Regions from separate parts of the Mus musculus genome. Here region 1 is linked to region 2. The links are chromatin contacts, called in public Hi-C maps. All regions are on one chromosome and are shown on one strand. The core of a region is the stretch at or near the end of the contact, and the rest is flanking DNA. Distances in the headings are between cores, read along the strand shown.

The links. A called contact is a pair of places that touch in the nucleus more often than the background predicts.
Region 1: a Hi-C map of liver shows a contact between it and region 2, with 2.7 times the contacts expected there. The contact joins the promoter of Mrpl1 here to the enhancer-like site in region 2. A contact is called at or near these places in 5 of 39 promoter capture datasets (the C10 cell line, the HPC-7 cell line, embryonic stem cells and 2 more), 4 of 484 Hi-C or Micro-C datasets (CD4 T cells, CD4 single positive thymocytes, the HPC-7 cell line and 1 more), 3 of 115 datasets of contacts at active chromatin or transcription factors (CD8 T cells, the SCID.adh cell line and memory CD8 T cells) and 3 of 9 other capture datasets (adipose tissue, liver and pancreatic islet).

Annotation. Positions count from the first base shown.
Region 1 is chr5:96,207,955-96,212,433 of GRCm38.p6, reverse strand. Mrpl1 (mitochondrial ribosomal protein L1) reads right to left here and starts at 2,319. Exons shown (of 9, transcript NM_053158.3): 1 at 2,241-2,319. The coding sequence starts at 2,271.
Region 2 is chr5:96,133,337-96,137,672 of GRCm38.p6, reverse strand. Cnot6l (CCR4-NOT transcription complex, subunit 6-like) reads left to right here. Exons shown (of 12, transcript NM_144910.2): 2 at 3,541-3,662. The coding sequence starts at 3,551. Among named protein-coding and RNA genes, the nearest start is that of Gm52799, 26 kb to the left of the region's middle. Within about 2 kb of position 2,077, at least 10 of the 459 cell types and tissues checked have an H3K27ac peak or open chromatin away from gene starts, as enhancers often do. A contact at or near this core is called in liver, where this site is marked.

The DNA of each region.
Region 1 (4,479 bases), core at 1,070-3,569, 75 kb before region 2:
GTAAAACAAAAAAAAAAAAAAGCTTGACAATAAAATCATCCAAATTTCCCACAACAAACGAAGAAAAAAACCCACTCATAGGTGAATGCTAATATTTAAAAGCCTTCCAGGATAAAGAAAAATGTCCTAATAACCTTTAGGGGAGGAACAGTTTCACAAACAAGGCCCAAAGGCACTAAACAAAAAGTAGTTTACTAAATGTTAAAAACTTCTGCTTAGATGGCCTAGTCGGCCATCATTGGGAAGAGAGGCCCCTTGATCTTGCAAACTTTATATGCCCCAGTACAGGGGAATGCCAGGGCCAAGAAGTGGGAGTAGGTGGGTAGGAGAGCAGGGCAGGTGAGGGGGGGTAATAGGGAACTTTCGGGATAGCATTTGAAATGCAAATAAAGAAAATATCTAATAAAAAAAAATAAAGTGACAAAAAAATCCAAAAAACAAACCTTCTGCTTATCAAATATACTTTTTAAAAATTAAGAATTGAGGCTGAGGAGACTATCAGCAAAGTGCTTGCCATGCAAGCATGAGGGCCTGCATTCACCCCACCACACATGTAAAAAACACTGAGCACAGTGACTCTTCCTCCAAATTCCAAAACCAGAAGGCTGATCGCTGTGACTCACTTGGCCAACCAGACGAGGCTAATCAACACACTCCAGGTCCTAGTGACAGACCCTGCTTCAAAAACAATGGGATGGAAAAGTTATGAGAAATATCACACTACATGCATCCACACACATGTACACACATACCTTCCCGCATGCACATACAGTGAAAAGATGAATCTAAAATGGGTAGAGTATATTTGCAACATGTTCACTGGACAAACGAGTTGTATCTTGAGTGTGAAAGAGCAACACAATTGAAAAGTAAACAAGAAGGATAAAAAGACTTCAAACTAGAAAGGAAATGCCAATAGTGTGAAAGCTGTCCACTGAGTAGTATTACCTTATTAGTAAGCAAGGATACATCAATTTAAAACACATTATAGAATTCCATATTAGCACTACTTAAAGAGTGCTCAGTAGACCTATTATAATCTGCAACCACAAAAAGGTTACACTAGCATGTGAAACAAAGCACTAAATTATACTGTTCAATGCAACAGGCAATACTTTTAATAATGGGCATGCTGGAGATGCCTGTCCCAACACATGGGAGCCTAACCCTGTCTCAAATTGTTTTTGTTTTTTAGCAAAACTTAATCAAGAAAGCAGTGTCTACTTTTATTGTGGAGATGCAGTTTGTAAACTGGATGGTCTAAGTACCATTGTTTTACAAGCACTGGAATAAGGAAGGTTATGAAGCTTATGTTCCTGGCCAGTGGGGAGACAAGACACAATAAATAGAGGAAGGAGAAGGGCTGCAAGGTCAAAGAAGAGGGGGAGTTGATTGCATTTTAAAAGTAAAGATCAATTTCATATGAGAGGTGACGGAGCTCTTACTGTGCAAGCATGAGGGGTGAAATTCAGATTCCTGGCAGCCACATAAAAGCTGGGTAAACACAGTGCAACACCTCCCACCTCCAGGGGCTTCACTGGAGACAGTGGGATCCGCAAGCTCCAGGTCCAGTGACAAACTCTGCCTCTGGAAACAGCCTGGATACTGGCTGGCAGAAGAGAGCCTCCATGGGCACACATACATATGCACTCACACACATGTGAACATGTATACATAGACCAAGTACACATACACATGAAAAAGATCTTATAGTGTATATGGCACTGTGAATTCCTATTAGCCATGTCTAACGTGCTCAGACATGGCTATACAAAACACTACAGAATTAGTCTCCAAATGATAAACACGATAGCCTCTGTAAATTTACTAACTGGAATCGCCTTTATTCATAAACACGCCAAGGTTCAGATATTTACAGATGTAAATCACTTCATATACCACCTTTCCCTTCAGGGCTCGCTTATCAAACTGAACACGCCCGCTATCCCACACACACAACAGAATCTTGCCTTGTACTCCTCACCCCTGACTATAAGTACTGCCAATGTATTTCCGCTCCCATTTCATCCTCAAAATGACCTGCTCCAAGAGAGAACCCTTGCGTTAAGTGTCGCTTTTAAGCACTGATGACCCTCTGGGCTGTGGAGCCCAGAAGATCACGGAAGCATTTCGAGGACCGAGAAGCTGACCGGTGCCTACGAGATTCTGCCATGGATTCCGCTGCAACAGGAAACTTGGCTCTAGATTTACTTTCCACGCAAGAACACTGCTCCTCTTACCTCTACGGAGGCACCTTACGGCCGCCGCCATGTTGACTGTTCCGGATTGTGCTGACGAAGTGGGTCCCGGGTTTCAACTGCACGGAAATGCGAAAAAGGGTTCCGCGCGGAAGCTGGCAAAGGGGGAAGGAGTTGGTAGGAGCAGAAGAGCAGGGCGGGGACGACCTGGCTTCAGTGCCCTCGTGGCGAGGTTCCTGTCGGTTCCCTGTCTGAGACTGCCTTTCGTGGCTCGGGTTCAAAGGTTTATCAACCTTCGGGGCGGGGGTGGGGAATGGCTTTGTTGAAAACTCTGTAATTAATTATTCATTCCTTCTTATTTTTAATTTTGGACCCTGCAGATGTACTCCGAACGGTCATTTAAATAGAGGGAACCTGGTTCTCTGACTAAAGTCTTGAGAAAGCTGAAGTGTCCCCAGCTTCCTTCGCTATACTCTTGGCCTTCTTAAGATTCGGTTTTTCTTTAAATGAATATTGCTAGGCGACCGTGCGCGGAGCTAGCGTGTGCGCGCCTCTGAGTTCAATCTTCTTCATAGCAAAGAGAAAACAGAATCCATCAAACTTCGCCTCCACCCAAGGCGGGCCAGGAGGTCCCACTCTCTCACCCCCTTCCACCCCCCTTTGAGCAAACCTTAATCTTTCATCCGTCTGCTTTTTGGTTTCCGGCTGCTGGCAAGCTGTGCTGATCAGACCTAAGGAGCAGTACACTGCTTGGAGTTTTCGAAACACGTCTAGGGTTTTGTTTTGGTTTTTGGAGTTTGTCTGTTTTTGTTTTTGTTCTACGTAGCCAATTAGAGACCAGTGCACAGGTTATTCTGACCCCTTCCTACCCCCTACCCCCCCCCCCCCCAAAAAAAAAACATCCGTTATGTCTCAGCTGCCCGTGTGGTTTCTCTAAACCAAGTCTGGTCAGGAATTAATTCATAAGAATAAACTCCTCCAGTAATTGGCCATTTCCAAAGGCTCACTTACGGGCCTCTGCCTACCTCCTCAACCAACAACCTTCCTAACACACATGCGAGTGTACACATAACACACACACACAAAGAGAGGGAGGGAGGGAGGGATGAAGGGAGGGCAGAAGACACATTTCTCACCTCTGTGACATTTTTCCTCTCTGGCTTTTGTTTGAATTATTATGCAACACATTAACAGTATTTTTTCCCCTTAAGATTTAAATTCAGACTCTGCTCATTGTTGGCAGTCTCCTTTCATACTTCCAGGACTGAATTATGGCCACTTCTTCCTGGTTTTATGTAATAAACAGAATTAGTAATTTTTTTATTTATTTGAAACAATTCTGAGACCTATTATTCTATATAATACAATTTACCAACCTAAGTGTACAATTTAGTGGGGGGTTGAGCACACAGAGCTGTGCAGCTGTCACAATGTATCTCCCCATCTCTTTGAGCTCTTTGTGGGCAGCAATCATGTCGTTCATTTTTGTAACCTCAGCACATACTACACACAGCGTCAGACCGGAAGGAAGGTCTGCAGTAAACGTTGAAAAAAAAAAAAAAATGAATCCATGCTTATATGAATTAGTGACTTGATAAGAATTTCAAGCCTGCAAAACTTGGCTTCCTGAAGCTACTCACAGAAGATGGACCTCATCAAAGCTGGAATTTTCCAGAAGCTTTATTTTTATATTTATACCTAGTAGCCATCTAAATGAATAAGATTGTTACTTATAGACTGTTCTTGTTAACATGTAAGCAGTTACTTCAAAAGCTCTGCGACTGTTTAAAAAAAAGTAAAGAAAACCTTAGAACTTGACTCTACTTTGATAACTTTGTTTCTGCTTGTCCTCTTTTCCTTCTATGCTCTTTTCACACATACCTGAGCAACTACTAAGTACCAAACCTTGTGCTTAGATGCATAGATAAGAGGGAGCTGGAAAACTGGCAGTCACCTCATGATACTTAAAGTTAACTCCGTCTAAGAATATACACAAATTCTCCTGTTGCTGGCTCTTAGATTCATCTCCACAGCTGGAGTCAGTTGGTCCTCACCTGAAAATGCCTACCATGAGAACACAACCATCCAGTCAGAACTCACAAAATGTAATAAGCTTACAACAGTATTATTATTAAAACAATGTCCTGTATAAGTTCAATGTACCTTATTGCCTGCTTTGGTCACCAGAATCTGATGGCATTCAACCAGTAAGATCCAGAGTTCAGATATTTGCAGATAGATAGATGATATTCATTAGCTTAAGACTTTAGAAAAACTATAA
Region 2 (4,336 bases), core at 828-3,327:
TTACTCTCCAACAAAATCATGCTGAACTACAGAGACAAATTAATTTCAACTTGTGAGAGGGTAGCCATGGTTTAATATCATAAGACTTAGATGTTTACATATACTTGAGGCTGGTCTCCCCCGGATTTTCCTCCCCCTCTCCTCCCTCTCCCTCTTCCCTTTTCTCTCCCCCCTCTCCCCCCCTCTGTTGTGTATATCTGTACTATATAGTGTTGTTTAATTAGCTAACAGTGATAGAGATTCAAACTTGTTTACTTTAGCATAGCTTACATAAGAACTAAGAAGTAGTAATACACTTTCTTAATCAGTAATACATGACTAATTTCAGAACTTTTACAGGGGGTGTCCAAAGGCTGCACAGGTGGTATAGTAGAGGACAAAATAGGTGAAATTCAAAGCAACTTGTGTAGTTAGGATTTAGAGAACCACATTTTTTCCTAGTTTTTTTTTTTTCAGTGTTTTTCCTAGTGTCATATACGGTTTAAATACTTAAGATCAGTGTTGTTAAGGGGCTTTTAGTTTATTTTGTTACATACTCAGGGCCTCCAGGTTGCCCTAATGTTATTATCCTTTGGAAATTGATGTAAGATATTGTAAAAATTGGAAAATTGGGAAACCCAACTTAACATCTCACTGTGGGTTTGATGTGTACCACTGTAAGAACAAAATATACAAAACAACAACAACAATAAATATAAAGAAAAACCCCTGTGCAGCTAGGTATGATGGTAATGTCTATAGTCTCTGCATTTGGAAGGCTTACCAGGTGGATTATGCACATAAGGCTTCTAATGTGATTGAGGCCAGTCTGAGATAGTAAGAGCTTGTGTAAAACAACTCTCTAAAACAACACTAAAAATAATCCCTCCTCATCTTGAAGAGAAAATATGAAGAATTAGCTGTTAATGTTTTCTAAAAGAAACCATTTCTCTTTCTTTGGATGGAAGCTGCTCATCACTCAGTGTTTAAACCCTAGACTGGCTTGTATGCACAGTTAAAAAACATAACCAGCATCACACTTAGGGATTTAAATTACGTTTGAGCTTTAGGGAAAAGAGTAAGGAAATTCAAAGTATCATCGTATTTAAATTGTGGGCAGCATCCCAGGGAAAGAAAATGGCAATTACACCTTTCTACCTCAGGCCTCAGGAAACTAGAGCAGTCAAACCCATGGTAGCTATAGTGGTGGGGAGCAGGAATGGAAAAGTATAGTTTATTTTAATTTATAGCTTAATTTACTCCATCTACTTCTCTATCTCTTTAGAATAGCTTAAGTTGAGCCTGCCTTTGTAGGTATAGTTTCTTGACCAGGTGATTGACTTGGCACAACTGGAATGTTGGATCTCTGCCTAGGCCAGTGTCTTCACCAGAAGGATGTTTTTCTACTTTAACATTGTAACTCCAAATAGCACAGTATGATAAGATTACGTTTGAAGAGTTAACTTAGGGACTGGAGAATTTTACTGTTAATAAATAAACAACTAAGGAAAACTTGCCCTCCTTTAAGTAAAGGGAAACTGACGTGAGAAATTTTGATTTCTTGGTACATGATGGAATACTACTACCTTTTTTTTTTTTTTGATATGCAACAAGCTTAAGACCTCCTGATACTATTTCTTAACTTAGAAATAGATACAGATTTGAATACTTGGTTTAAGGGCACATGTGAGAAAGGACAAAGAAATATGAGCAAAGAATGCTGAGAATGCAGCCTAGTAGTAGAACTCTTACATGGCATGTGCCAGGTCCCTAGATTAGATCTGTTACTGACAAAATAAAACATTATGCCAGCTGTAACTATATATGTAATATGCGATAAGGATAACATGTAGATACTTAATTTGACACACATGACTTTGTTGCTTGCTGTTTGATCTGAATGACCTGAAGTGGATTTTATCTTCTGTTTGCTATCAAAGCAGTAGTTCTAGACCCCTGGAATAAAGTTATTTTTAGGGCTTTTTTTTCATATTTAGTGTATTTGAAGTGATTTTATGATTGGTGTAGTCACCATTGATTGTGCTGTGATTATGAAAACAGTAGCATGAACTTTGTTTCAGTTGGCATGGCTCTGTAATTTACCTAGTTAGGTACGTTTGAGAGTAAAAGGGAGTGCCAGTAATTACCCTGGTACCACAGGGTTACAGTAAGACTGACTATGGCAAATCAAGTTATGCATTTACCTGGTTAGGATGTGCTGATGGCATGGAGCAGAAGACAAAACTCAGCTTGCTGTGTGCAGGGACTGCATGTATGAGTTATTGAGAAATTTGCCTTTTCTTTTATCTTTCTAGACTACCTTATGAGGTCCGCTTTTCTTGTAGTTGGAAGGCTATGTGGAACAATCTGGACTATGTTCTGCTTTGTTTATGATCATCAGGAATGAGGATCCTGTTTCATCCACAAACATAGAATGAATCTTGAGCATTCTCTAAACTAATGCCAGTGTCAAGGGGGAAAATCATGTGGTGTTAGTTGTAGGTATGAGATATTTATTACTCAGATGGGAGTTAGAATTACACTATTCTCTGAGACTAGTTGAAGTTTCATTAAATGGAAACTAGTTGTAAGACCAACTTTTCTAGGAAAGTAGTGCTGTTAAGCATAGGGGAAGGAACTGGGGAGCAACACAATGTTCTCTGAAGAATCTACTATGGTTGCTTATTTGCATTTCCCCTTAGGCATCTGTTAATGAGTTTCTTCAGAAGCCTAGAATATTGTAGTGTTTTTCTTCCAGTGAGAATATAAAATGACTTAACTAGGGGCGTTGTTCAAGAGTACACCAAGACAGATACTGTGGGAACAAGGCATTTCTTAGAAGAGTTTTTAATCCACTGATGGAGGGACAGCAGCATGGTGGAGGCTTTGCATGAGTTCAGGACGCCAACAACAGAGACTCTGGAGGGATCTCTGAAGAGAATCAGAGTCCACTTATCAGAGGAGGGAGAGTCATACACCTTCTGAGAATGGGCTTCAGCTGCAGCCAGGTTCTCAGATTCCCTGGCGGGAGACTGGAACAGGCTATGGCACCCCTTTGATGTAAAGTCATTTCTCAGGTGAGAGGCTCTGGAAATGTCAAGTCTGCTTGCTCTAGACTCACAGATGAAGTTCTAATAGGGTACCCGTGAATATTTGTGAGAGTCTTAAGCAAAAGGAGAGAAAAAGAAAACTTAGCATATTTTTTCTTTTTTATACTATATTATTTTTAATTTAATTTTTATTTGCTCATATTTTCCACACGCACATTGATTCCCCTTTCCTCCAAAATGATGAATTTCCTCAAATAACTATAATAATAGTAATAATTTTTAATAAAAAGCAGTATGTGAATGTGTGTATGTATGTGTATGTGTGTATGTATGTATTTGTGTGTGTTTGGGGAAAGGGTTGTCCAAAGACAACTTTGCAGAGTTGCTAATCTTTCACTGTGGTTCCTGGTCTGGAACTCAGATTATTAAAATTATGCAACAGGCACTGTAACTGCCTGAGACATCTTGCTGGCCCTGACTGTAATAATTAATGATCCTTTTCCCCCCACAGACTAATAGGGATGCCAAAGGAAAAATATGATCCTCCAGATCCTCGCAGAATTTACACCATCATGTCCGCAGAGGAGGTAGCCAATGGGAAAAAATCTCACTGGGCAGAGTTAGAGATCTCGGGTGAGTGGAATCTGAAGCATTTTATCTGGAATATAATAGCTACAATTGTAAAGAGTATTGCTGTACTTATAGGCTCTTTGTTGTGTTTTAACTGGAAGAACTAATTGGAAATACATAAGAATCCTGAGGCACTTCTTTTTAGATCTTTTAAAATATTTTCCTTTCTTGTTGAGATTATCTTGAGCAAGGGTAGCCATTTACATTTAAAGATATTCAGAGTTTGGTTTCTGAGTAAAATTAGGTTCTATAATACAGTAAGTCTTATGTTGACATTTCCAGAGTAATTTTTTGCAAATGAAAGTCTTTGCTATCCTTCTTTTATTATCTCAGTGCTAGTAAAGAAGGAAACCTAGATGACTCTATCTGTATAACAGACACCAGCTAAGCTATGAATAGAGCATGCTTAGAATAAATGTGATTTGAAGAATTTGGATCCCTGTCTGAAAGTAAAAAAAAATCATAAAACTAAAACTGAAGACATTGCATAAAATACTTAACTGATGTACTTCCAGAGTTACCAAGATTATTAAAAACAACGACAAAAAGTGCCTTAAGTCAGAGGAATGTTAAGACATGCTAATTAAAAAGCCTGATTTGAATTCTAGAACAAAAAGATATAAAAACAGGTAAATTCTGAATAAAGCCTGAAGTTTTGTTACTATTACTATATCAAT